Regions from separate parts of the Canis lupus genome. Here region 1 is linked to region 2. A link is a contact called in public Hi-C data. All regions are on one chromosome and are shown on one strand. Each heading gives the region's core, a stretch centred on a gene start, on an enhancer-like site or on the middle of the called end of the contact. The rest is flanking DNA. Distances are from core to core; before and after follow the strand shown.

Region 1 (6,274 bases), core at 1,678-4,177, 52 kb before region 2:
ATCATGATATGGATCTGCTAGGACTCATAACTGATTTGGGCGATAATAAGTTCATGGGGTGATGAAAGGAAAGTCAAAGTTGAAGCAAGAGCAAGTATGGTGTAGTGGTTAAGCCGGATCTGTTTTCAAATACCAGATCCTATGTGTTTGTTTTATGACCCTCTGTTCATTCGGTAAATATTGAACACCAGTATGGGCCAGACATTGTTCTAGTCATTTGGGCTACATCAGAGAATAAAATTGGCAAAGATCCTGGAGCTTATATTCTAGCTATGTCTTAACCTTGCTAATAACCCTTTGTTTCCTCAGACATAAAGTAGAAGGACTAGTAGCCATTCATATGGTTGTTGTGAGGATTAAGTACTCAACAAATATTAGAGATCTGTATGCCCAAGTTTTGAGTCTGGGTAACTATGGTAAAAGTAATATTAAACAAATCATGAAACTGGAAGCATAAGATGGTCTTGAAGCAAGATTCAGTATGGGCATATCAAGTTACAGTCCTTTATCATCTCAAGTTTCTGATAACATATGTGACCCAGGATGGCTACAGAGTTTGGTCTGTATGATTAGTACCTTGGGGATTGGAATTTGCCTCTATGCCCCGATTCTTCTTTAAATAAAAGAAGTTGATATTATTCCCCAAATCCCGGATTCTCGAGTCTGGCCTGTGCTAGGTAGGAATAAGAAGCCTCAATGGAAGAACACTCACTGGGTGCTGCTGGGCCTGGGCTCTGTCTTGATATGCAAGAGCCCCGGGGGCGCTGGGAACCAGGTGGTGTGTGGCTGGCCCACGGGCAAAGATGAACACCCAACCGCTCCCTGAGAAGAACGATGGAGCTCTGCTATCAGTACTTGAGACTGCGCAACAAGCCATCTTCAAGAGGGCAGAGGAAACTGAAGACTCGAGGCTGAAAAAGGACTCCTGGGCAGCAAACCAACACTGATGGCAGTCGTGTGTCGTCAGGAGAGAGAGATTTTGGGGGGTGTCTACCAATTCTGCCTGGGTTCAGATGGGAAAGGAACCAAAACAGCCAACACGGTCCAAGAACACCCAGATTACCAAGCGCTACACATCTTAGCCACCAGCGATTCTAGGAGTGTGGTCCCCAGACCAGGACTATCGGTGTCACCCGGGAACTTGTTAGAAATTCAGATTCTTAGGTCCTGTCCCAGGACCTTGCTCCCAGAATCTCTGGGGATGCAGCCCAGCAATCTTTGTTTTCACAAGCATCCAGATGATTCTCTGATAGTAAAGTCTGACAGCTACTGAGACATACTGTTTAACTCTGAGTTCCCTTCCTAGCTGGTGTCTCCAGCCGCCATTGCCTGCCTCCCAAAATGTATCTTCCTTGATCGCCTCTGTGTTTCCGTATTTTCAGGGTGTTTTGTTTTTTTTTTCTATACAAGATTCTGTGAGGAGGAGAAATGATAAATAGTAGGTCCCACTGGGGCTCGAGTCAGTGAAGACCCTGAACTTTATCCTCTCACTCAAAATCTGACAAGACGGTTGCATGCAGATATTTATCCCTGTTGAATTTTCCACTTATTTTCATGCTCATTAGTAAGCTACTTCTGATTTTTTAGTCTTCTCTGTAGGACTATGAACAGAATCAAATTGGGCCTTAAACCCAAGGTGAATTAAAGGAATCATGGATAATAAAAATAAAAATAGCAGCTATAATTGAACACTCATTCCATCATAGGCACTGTGCTGTATTTTACATGACTTACTCAATCCTCTAACCACCCTATATTAAACTTTTTTTAATTAGTTTTTATTTATTTTATTTTATTTTTATTTATTTATTTATTTTTTTAGCAATCTTTACATCCAACATGGGGCTTGAACTCACTAAGAGTCTCATGCTCTTCCCACTAAGCCAGTCAGGTGCCCCTACATTAAACTCTTATTAACATATCTTACAGTTGAGATCATTGAGGCTCAAACAGCTTAAATATATTGTCTAAGGTCAAATGCCATGATGTGCATATCTGTAGGGTGAGCCCAGGCAATTTGACTCCAGAACCAAAGTTTTAGTCACTATATCATTGGTCTATTACATTAGAATCATCAGGGAGCATTCCAAAAATATTCATGCTGGGTCCCACCAGACAGTCTAATAATTTAATTGGTCTGGGTTGGGGCCCAGACAGGATACCTTTCAAAAGCATCTAGGTGACTCTACCACAGGCAGGTTGAAAACCTCAACATAACATAGTCTCCATGTCTCCATGCTTACACTAGGGTACACCACCCAAGACCAGCTGCTAGTAAGTAGTGGAGCTGGGTTCTGAATTCAAATCTGTATGGACTCAGAGTTTAGTTCAATCATCATCATCACCTTGACCAGTACTTCTACCATTTCCACTCCAACACCACTTTATATTTGAAGATTTACAATTTACACAGCATAATCAAAGACAGAAAAATATTTCTCCAGTCAGCATATCTAATAAAAGATGTTGCTTTCAAATATTTTTATGACTTCTTAAATAATCTGAAGTTGTCATCATCATCATCTTTTTCTTCTTCTTTTAAAGGTTTGGCTTGTAGAAAGTATTCCAACTATAATGGCAAAGCACTCAGTTTTCCTATGAGCTTATAAATTGAAGTGGTTCTCTGGGATAAACAAAAAATCTTTTCATCTAAAAATTTAATTGAGACCAATTCAGTGCCCTGGGAGTTAGTTCCAATGTTTGGCAAAGGTTTCTGGCACTGAGCACTGGGCCTTGGCCTCAAGCCTGCACTGGGTCACCTTACAGCTGCACCTCAGGGCTATTTGCCAAGAAGCTGGTCTCATGGCAGCACTACCCTATGGCTTACCAGAACACTGAGCCTCGATACCCAATCCGGCTGAAAGCAATTCACATGACTACAACTCTGTTTAGCAAACAACCTACAGGAGTCATCTCGTGGAACATTGTAGCTCCCTCTGACATTTCTGGAAGAAAAGAGGACTAGTTTTCAGTAGTTTGTCTAGGATCAGGGAAGGGCGATCTCAAAGTTTAATATATAACCAGAAAGTTACAGATTGATGTCACCATCGCATAAAAGGGAAAACATCTGTCACTTCCATTTGTAGCCAGGTTTCTAGCAGCTTTTTCAAAAAGGAAGAAGATGAGGAACCAGTTATCCTGGTTCAGAGGCAAGAGAGATCGGGATTTGAAAACTGGTCTTCCCACTAACCAAGTGAATTTAGGCAGAGAGCATAATCTCATTAGGCCTCAGTTTCTTCATCTATATATTAAGGTTTGGGCTCATTAAATAAATTCTAAGTATCAGTCCTAAAATTATATTTTATGTATGAATATATACTTATAGTTTTTCTAATTTGCTACAACCACTTGAAACATCCCCTTACTAGAGAAAATGTGAATTTCTAAAAACCTGAGGTTGACATTAAGGATGGAACTTAAGAACCAGAAATTGTATCTTTTTAGCTGTACGAGGCTATTTAGATAATGTACTCCAACTTGCTCATTTTATCTTCTCCCTCTCTGTCTTCTCTTTCCTTTTTTCTTTTTAAAATTCAAGAAATCTTTTTTCTCTTTTTTAAAGATTTTATTTATTTGTTCATGAGAGACACACAGAGAAAGGCAGAGACATAGGCAGAGGGAGAAGCAAGATATCTGCAGAGAGCCCAATGTGGGACTCAATCCCAGGACCGGGGATCATGACCTGAGCCAAAGGCAGATGCTCAACCACTGAGCCACCCAGGCATCCCCTCAAGAAATCTTTTCTAAGTTCTGCTGTGTACCAGGCACTGAACCAAGTGCTGGAAACCAAGACTGAGTCCTTGGTCTTAAAGAATTTCCAGTACAGTAGGCACAAGTAAGCATGTTATTAACACACAATGAAGAAAGTGCTACAGCAGAGGTGAGGAGAGGGTACAATGACAGAGGCTTAGTCTCAGGGTGGGGAAGGGGTGGGAGTCAGGCCAGGGTTCCTGGAGAAGTGACATCTAAGCTAAGACCAGGAGAAGAGCCACTTTTCTAGGCAGAAAAGCAGCATAGGTATTTAAATATTACAGGGGGAACTCTGAAATAGTGGGGAGGATTGCCCAAGGGCATGCATCTGGCCAGTGGCAGTGCTGGAGCTCAAGGCCCCAACCTCCAAATTATAGCCTTGGTTGATTGTCAATGACATGAATTAATAGCTTTTGTGGGGTTTTTTGGCTAGGTGAAACATTAGAGTGCATGCCTTTGCTGCCACCAACTGAGTTAAGATTCAGGGCTCTTTCTGGGCTCTCTAGGCTTAGGATCTCCCCTGTCTGGCTCCAGTGTCTTCATCAGTAACTCATCAACACAACCACATCACAGGCCCATCAACTGAGAAACACCACCACCAATCTGCTCTAGGGATGAGGCTCCTCCAGCTGCGGAATAGTGTAGATGGATACAGCTCCTGCTGTGACTGGTTCAGGAGACAAGTCTTGGTTAGTAACAGCTCAGTCCTATGAGGACTGTCTTCCAATATTTAAAGGGTTGTAGGAGGGATTAGATCTATGCCATGTGGGGTGAAAGGGAAGAATAAGAATCAAATGAATGTATAGGTACAGGTAAGTATATTTCCCTAAATGAAAAGAACTTGAGGCTGGATGCACTTTTAAGTAATGGATGTCCCTCCACCTAAAGTATTTAAAACAAGGCAGAATGACCATTTCACTGGGATGTTACAAAGGGGACATAGGATTTGATCTATAGAGGTCTAGTCAAATCCTTCCAGCTTGGGGCTTCTGCATTTTCACAGTTGGCCCAGGCCAACTGAGGTCTAATTGTTCTAGTTTCTTATCTATTCCTCACAAAGTATTTACTCTTAGTTCTAGTTAATTAACATTTGCGAGCACATTATTTTTTACATTTCCGAGCAAAGAAAAACTTATCGTGTAGTATGATATTTAAGAAGGCAGTTTAGTGGGGTTCCCCTCCCCCTCATAAAGCATTAATATATATATACTGCTAGGTAGTGAAACTGCTATATTTATGTGAGGAAATGGGCAGTTTGGCCCGCGTGTGTACCACACGCACCTATCCAGTCTGGTGCACGGGTACTGTTTTATTTTAGGTGTATTCTATCGCTGTCCATACATGCTGTTCACGCTATGGTCCATCGTGTGTTCCATACCCAAAGGAAACTTTATCAAGTCTTCCTTTCCTTTCTCCCACCTTTGTTTTTCTTTGTGGAAACTGTGCCACTGCTTCATTAGTCTAAAGATATGGAGAGAGAAGGGAGAGTGTAGTCAGTGAAAACTGAAGATATTACTGGCAGTTCTGACAGGTGCAATTTAGATTTTGTTAACCCCGAATTACTTTCAGAGAGCAGTGGTAAAAGATGATTTATATTGTTTTGTGAGGCAGACTCCTCTGTTAGTAACATAGTAAAATAAAACATATAATTTGTTTTTACCTGCTTTCTATGCTTGGTGCATGTAATGTGTTATAAATCAACTATATTAAAAATATTTTGTTTTAAATTAGTATTTGGATAATATATTACCTGAGGTCTAAAATATGTATGTTCTAAAACAACATAATAGCTTTTTCAAAAAAAAGAGAAAAAGAATTGCAAGCCCATTTTCTGAGCGTTCAAAATCAGACAACATTAAAAGGACCAGCCAAAATGAGCTGGCTCTTCCCTATGAGCCATGGAACATAAATTACTTTAACATGTTATGCAAAGGAACTTGTCCTGCCCTAGCTCCTATAGTCTACCTTAGAGAGAAGCTTAGGCTCAACTACACATTGAAAAAATAGAAGTTCCATAGCTGCTGCAGGTGATCCTGCACCTGGAGCAATGCGGGCCATGCCTCAGACGGTCCCTAAGCTGCTACAGGTGATCATGCACCTGGAGCAATGCGGGCCATGCCTCAGACGGTCCCTAAGCACTCTGTAGAGTTACAGGGACTGGCCTCTGCTATAGCTGTTTACTGTGCATGGGATGAATAAATCATTTTCCTCAAGGTAATCCTGCGGAGGGCTTCCCCTCAAAGAGTCACAATCATCCGGGCTCTGCATGCAACATAAAATTATGGCTTTATAGTACACTGCTATGGTAGCGTGTTGAGAAGAGCTCCACCAGGTACGCCTGGGGGGCTCAGGGGTTGGGCGTCTGCCTTTGGCCCAGGGTGTGATCCCAGAGACCTGGGATCGAGTCCCACATTGGGCTCCCTGCAGGGAGCCTGCTTCTCCCTCTGCCTGTGTCTCCACCTCTCTCTCTCTGTGTGTCTCTCATGAATAAATAAATACAATCTTAAAAAAAAAAAAAAAAAAA
Region 2 (6,257 bases), core at 1,448-3,947:
ATTATAAATTGCTAATAGGCAAATACTGATAGACACTCAACAGTATTGATACAGAAGGTTTGGTGGGCTTTTACCAAAAGCATGACATGATGAGTGTAGGTCAGTGGACTAGAAGAGATGAAATGTCAATTGATGCTTATGATGGTAGACTAGAAACTATCAAGTCTGTCTGAAAGTATAAAGTCACCTGTTTTGTCTATCTCTCAAACCACCAGGCAAACAGAAGCCACTGGACAGTAACAACAAAAAAAGAGATACTTAAGGATACAGAGTTCAATTTTGACATTTCTCTCCTACTGCGTAGAAAAGACAATTTCAAATGATTTACTCCTTTTGAATGAGTTAAACTTCTGGATGTCAACTGTATATGATGATACTTTCACATGCCTTACCGCATATGAGCCTGTACCATCCCTGAGATATTAAAGAAGGAATTACTGTCCATTCCATTGATGAGGAAACCGACTCCAGAAAATGAAATGATCTATCCGAAATCATTTAGCTAATAAATGATGGCTTAAAATTTTCATTTTCTGACTCAAAGTTCCAGAACTCTTTCTTACTTACACATTTGATAGTGATTAATTAGGGAAGTATTGTCAGGTGTTCAATTTCAGCAACAAGTTAAACTCAATTACATGCAATGGACAAAATATCCTAATTTCATGCTGCAGATGCTTTTCCCAAGACTGAACATTCTTTCCTTGGTGGGTTGGAAAGATGTGAGTTGTGGTTGCAACTGCCTTTTCTTAGTCAATGATGCTGTTTCAAGAAGTAGGGGGAAGGAAACCCTTTTCTAGAGACAAGTAATCCATGAATTTGATGCTTTTACCTTTTCCTAGTTAGGACTAGTATAATTTAAGTATTATGGGTGTACTTGGATTATAATATAGTACAGGGACTCTCAATTTTATAGGACTTTAGAATCATGAGTGGTGAGGGAGGTTGCTAAGACAGATTTCGAGGCCTCATCCCTACAGAGGTGACTTAGTAAGGGCCAAAATATTAAATCAACAACAACAACAACAACAACTCTAGTGCCATGGAATATTATGAGAATCACTGGCGTTGTGCATCTGGCATTCAGCTTGCCCAAAAACATCTGTTTTATGAGAAAATGCATTTTAACACAGTAATGCTATTTTTAAATCCCTTCCATCGCCTTCTAAAACTTAAATCAATTTGAGATTTGCCTCTTAAAAATATTAGGTAATTTCCTTTATATTAGAAATCTTGCTACCTATGTTTATTATAATCATGCTCTGAGGTTGAAAACTGCAAGCTAATTTACTGTGGTAATCAGCCTCAAATCCCTTGGAGCATAAATTCTTATTAGCAGTATATGTTATGGAATTCATAGACGCTGCCTACCAGGGACCTGTCCCCCCACCCCACCTTGGAGCCTCCTGATTTTCCTATTTGAGGAACCACAACGGTTCCAGAGGAGGACCCCTCACACCACTTAAAATACACGGCAACCTACTAAGCCATTAAAACACACCTGTATCCTACGTGAGCGTGACCGATCTCTAATTAGGCTGAAAATGTCCAAAGTCTCCATTCGGTGCCGTACTTCGAACTGGAAACCACGGTTTACGCCTCCCACTGCGTCAATCTTTTTGTTGGGAAGAAACCTTCGGGTTTTGTTCTGTGCCACTCTCGTTCCACGGAGGCGGAAACGGGTCCTGAGAAACCAAATTATTTGTCCAAGGTCACACCCAGTATTTAGTGACCGAGTCAGACAAAAACCCGTCGGTTCCAACAGGAGGGCCAACCCAGCGGCTCGTTACTACCTTTTTTTTTTTTTTCCCCGATTTCACAACTGCACCCCTCCCCACCTTTTTTTTTGGGGGGGGGGGGAAGTTGTTTTGTTGAACACTTCTTCCCTACCTCCTTTTGCCTTTAGGTAATGGGTAACGGGTGTCCGCGTCTGACGCGGTGACTTTCACGGGGGCTCTACACCTCCGGCCGAACGCTTCTCTGAAAGGCTCTTAATCCTGAATTCCGCGGGGGGAGGTCGGTCACCCAGCGCGGACAAGTGCTTCCTCGGACGCGCACGCGCACAGACGCGCACACGGACGCGCACACGGACGCGCACACAACCGCGCACGCGCGCGCCCGGGCCGCAGCCTGAGGCGCTGAGGAGGAACCCGAGGAAGGATCTGTTCGCGCGGGAGGACGACGCCGCGGTGGGAAACCCCGGATCTGCCCGGCCCTGCCCGGCCCTGCCCGGCCCAGCTAAGCGGAGCCGAGCGGGAACACGTCCCTCCGGGGGGCCGCGCGCAGACACCGCAGCGCCGCGGGAAGGAGGGGGCGCCGGGGCCGCCCTCCTATAGGCCGAGGCCCGCGCCCGCGCGCCCCCGCCCCTCGCGCCGCCCCCGGGCCACGCGCGGAGCCGCCGCGATACCTGAGAAGGGCCGGCTGCGTCCGCCTCCGCCTCCGCGCCCGGCCCCGCCCGCCCTCCCGCGAGGCCGCGGCGGCACGAGATCTGCGCCCCGCCGCCCGCCGCCCGCCTCCCGCCTCCCGCGGGCGGGCTTTCTTACCTCGTAAAACGCCGTCTCGGCGGCCGCCCCCGCCTCCTCCGCAGGATGTGAAATGGCGGTCGCCTAGGCGAGCGCGAGCGATCCCCGGCCAATCCCGCCGAGCCGCCCGAGCGGCCCCGACCCCCCTCCCGCATCCATGACATCGGCGCTCCGCCCCCCCCCCCCCACGCAGGTGGCCGTGCCCACCGGCCGAGTCATCGATCCCCGCGCCCGGCGCGGGCCCAGCCTCCCCGCCCCCCCCCCCCCCCGCGGCCTCCTCCCTCGCTGCGAGCCCGGGGGGGCGGGGGAGAAAACACCTCCTCGGCCCCCGCCGGGGTGTCCCGCTCGGGTGCCCGCCCCGCTCCCTCCCTTTCCCGCCGCGTCCCCTCCCCCCGCCCCCCCACGCGCACACACACACACGCACGCACGCGCGCGCGCACTCGCGCACCCCCCCCCGCCCCCCCGCCTCCCCTCCCCCAGTGGTTGCGTCCGTGACATCATCATCATGGCAACAAGAGCTGCAGCCTGGGACCGAGGAGCCCGTGTGATTCCCGGCGGCGGCGGCAGCGGCGGCAGCAGCAGCACGGACGGAAGCGCCAGGGCGTCTCTGCTGTCGCCCGTCGCCGGGTGCTCGTGAGGAGGCGGCGGCAGCAGTGCCAGCAGCGAGCGCCCCGCCCGCCGCCCGCCGCCCGCTCGCCGCGTCTGTGTGTGAGGGGAGGGGGCCGAGCCGAAGCGGGGAGGGGGCGCCGCCGCCGTGGGGCCGTCGCTGCGGAGGAAGCCGCCGCCGCCGCCGCCGCCGCTGCTGCCGCCGCCAGATCGCCCGTGAGGAGGAGGAGGAGGAGGAGGCGGTGGCGGCGGCGGCGAACATGTTTTCAGTGAGGATAGTGACCGCCGACTACTACATGGCCAGCCCGCTGCGGGGCCTGGACACCTGCCTGTGCCCCCTCACCCAGGCCCCTGTCAAGAAGGTGCCGGTGGTGCGAGTCTTCGGAGCGACCCCGGCAGGTAAGCGGGCGCGGGGCGCGGGCGGGAGCCGGCGGGGCGCCCGGGCTGCCCTCCCCTCGCCGCCGCGCACTCGCGCGCTCGCCGCCGCCTCCCCTCCCTCCCTCCCTCCCTCCGCGCCTCTCCCCGGGTGCGTGACAAGAGGCGCCGCGACGTGGGTCCGCGCGGCCGCCGCGCCCCCTCCTCCCGGGCGCCGGGTGTTGGCAGCGCGCGCGGCGGCCGGGAGCCGGAGCCGCAGCGCGGGCCGCGGGGGCGGGCGGGGGGGCAGGTGGCCGCGCCGTGTCCTCCGGGACGCGCTGAGGTCGCCCGCCGGGGGGACTGCGGTGGCCGCCCCGCTGCCGCCCCGCCGCCTCCCCCGTCTGGAGGGGGCCCTGAGGGGCCGAGGAAGGGTCAGCGCTCCCCGCGCGGCCTCACGCCGCCGCCCGCCGCCGCCCGCCTCTGCCCCTTCCGGAGCGCGGCGCCTGAGGAATCCCGCCCCCTGAGGGGACCGTGGGGCTCCGCGGCGAGCGCGGGTCGGGGACGACTCCTCGGAGACCCGAGCCTCCGGGGCCCCGGGCGGCGGCCGCTCGAGGGAAGGGGCGCGTCGTCGCTCGCCCGGCGGCCGCACCTCGCGCCCGGTGGCGCGAACGCCTGAGGAGCCGCGGCCCCCGTCGGAGACGTGCCCCCCACGCCGAGCCGCGGGGCCGCGTGTAAAGACACGTCATCCTGACCGCAAGAACCGCTCGGATGCCCGAGTGGGGTCGGGCCGGCGGGGGGGGGCAGTGACGGGAGCTCTTGGGGACGTGGGGTCACGCCGCTAAGGGCGGGGGCCAGATGGGCAGGGCCTCGCGTGGCCGTGGAGGGGTGCGCGCTGTGAGCCGCCTGCAGCTCCCGGAGGCCGCGCTCCCCTCCGCTGCGGGCTGCGGGCTGCCCTGCGCCTGCGGGGTCTGGGGCAGCGTTTCCCACTTGATGCTCCGCGCCCCGGTCGCGCTGGGTCTTCCTCCTCCCGTTTCTGCGGGGCCACGCGAGATAACGGCTCTACCCAACACAGGCGCTCGTTGTTGTTGTTTTTTTTTTCCCAAGCAGTTCCCTTTTTAACGTCAATTCTCTTTGTTGCAAATTTCAGTGTTGTGAGATTTTGATGCAGTATCCCCCCTCCCAGAGTGATGAAATGATGGTTTTGGTGATAGGGACCTGGGAAGATGAGAAATGTGAGTGCTGTTGATTTGGGGAAAGGAGAAACACCTGAAACTTTGGAGGCTGGAAAATAGAGGCAATAAAGTTCTGAGAGATTTTTCCCCCTCCCCTTTCCAGATATATTGGTGACTCTTTGTTTCCAGTTGCAATTTCAGTGTCGCACACCGTTTGTTCTCACTTCCAGTACAGAGAAAGAATTAGAAGGTTGATAGAGCTCTGTTCAGCCAGATTTCGGAATTCTAAAGTGACGTGCTAATAGGATATACTGTGGCATCTCTGTGTATTAACGTTTGTATGGTTTGGATTACTTTTCTACGCACAGATGTGTTCCCCCCTCCCCCCCCCCACGCAAGTCATTAAATATGTATCCCTGAATGATTTTCAGGCTTATAGAAAAGTTTTGTTTGTGGAATAGGTGAATTTCACTGTGAGCTAGCAGTAAGCCTATAACGTAAGAAAACATTCTTTAAAAAAGATGATGGAGGTACTTTTGTGTTTTTCAGTATAAAAGAACACACGGGTATTCTATGATAAATCTATTCTTCCCTCCTGGATATGTTACAGTAGATCACCAGCTTCCCCCTTCTGCCTTAAAAAACAAAAACAAAAAACAAAAGCTTAAAGGATATATTTTGAAACGTATAATGTAAATGAATGTGGAAGTAAGACATTTTTGTACATTAAAGGATATACAACGATACAAAGAAACTGAAACTTGAAGTTGTTAAGAAGTATCAAGTTGAGTTTACCGTAAATAGAGTTCACAGTTTCACATATAAAGACTTTTGTGTTTTTTCAACAGGTGAAAAAATTTGAAGTCACTGGCATACATTTGGGAGTATATAGCTTTCAGAAAGCCAGCATTTTAACATGTTAGAAACTCCCAGGAAAGTTAGCATTAATTAAATGTAAACAAAATTGTACAATTATCTGCTTCTGAATTCTCTCCCCAAAGAAAACTAGTCCAGCTCACCCATTAAAATACATTTGAAAATAATTAATATAAAATATAGGCCAATCTGACTTAGTAAAAATCTGAGTGATAGAATTTTTAATGAACAGTTTTATTGTTTGAAAGCACAGCTATGTTTATATATTTACCAATTAGTAAAGTAAATTAGTGAAAAATAGTAACATGATAAATCTATGTTACATAAAGTACCATAACTTTAAGCCTTTCATATATAATAATTTTGGAAGTCCTTAATTCTTAATCTTGGTTTAAAGAAAAGGTATTTTTAAACTGAGTTTGCTTTGTAAATGAGTCCTGAAAAATAGCAGCAGAAGAAATTGTTTCTCAAAGAGGGTGTTTCATATTGGTATTATAAATTCTGAACTGATTAGGTTTCTTACATTTTTACTAGTTCAGTTTTTCTATTCATAAAAGGTATTTTTCTGCTTTAGAAAACAGTCCAGTTGACTTCTGATTGTCCTGTGTTTTGAGGGCATATCTTGAATAACATATAAGAAATTGTCTTAGATTTAAAAGCTCTCATATCTTGAGTTGGTGAAATTTGAAAAGGTATTTTAAAAAGTGGCATATTCAGATTTGAACGG

The links. A called contact is a pair of places that touch in the nucleus more often than the background predicts.
Region 1: a contact with region 2 is called in a Hi-C map of liver, with 1.8 times the contacts expected there. The contact joins the enhancer-like site here to the promoter of LOC119874234 in region 2. A contact is called at or near these places in 2 of 9 Hi-C or Micro-C datasets (amygdala and liver).

What each region holds. Positions count from the first base shown.
Region 1 is chr12:68,408,129-68,414,402 of UU_Cfam_GSD_1.0, reverse strand. The region is part of intron 2 of LOC119874234; the gene reads right to left. Among named protein-coding and RNA genes, the nearest start is that of REV3L, 52 kb to the right of the region's middle. Within about 2 kb of position 2,927, at least 5 of the 20 cell types and tissues checked have an H3K27ac peak or open chromatin away from gene starts, as enhancers often do. A contact at or near this core is called in liver, where this site is marked.
Region 2 is chr12:68,356,259-68,362,515 of UU_Cfam_GSD_1.0, reverse strand. LOC119874234 reads right to left here and starts at 2,697. Exons shown (of 4, transcript XM_038554977.1): 1 at 2,544-2,697; 2 at 1,502-1,685. The coding sequence starts at 2,686. It overlaps REV3L (DNA polymerase zeta catalytic subunit), which reads left to right and starts at 3,294. Exons shown (of 32, transcript XM_038554964.1): 1 at 3,294-3,527. The coding sequence starts at 3,389. It overlaps LOC119874235 (a long non-coding RNA gene), which reads left to right. Exons shown (of 3, transcript XR_005368161.1): 3 at 216-511.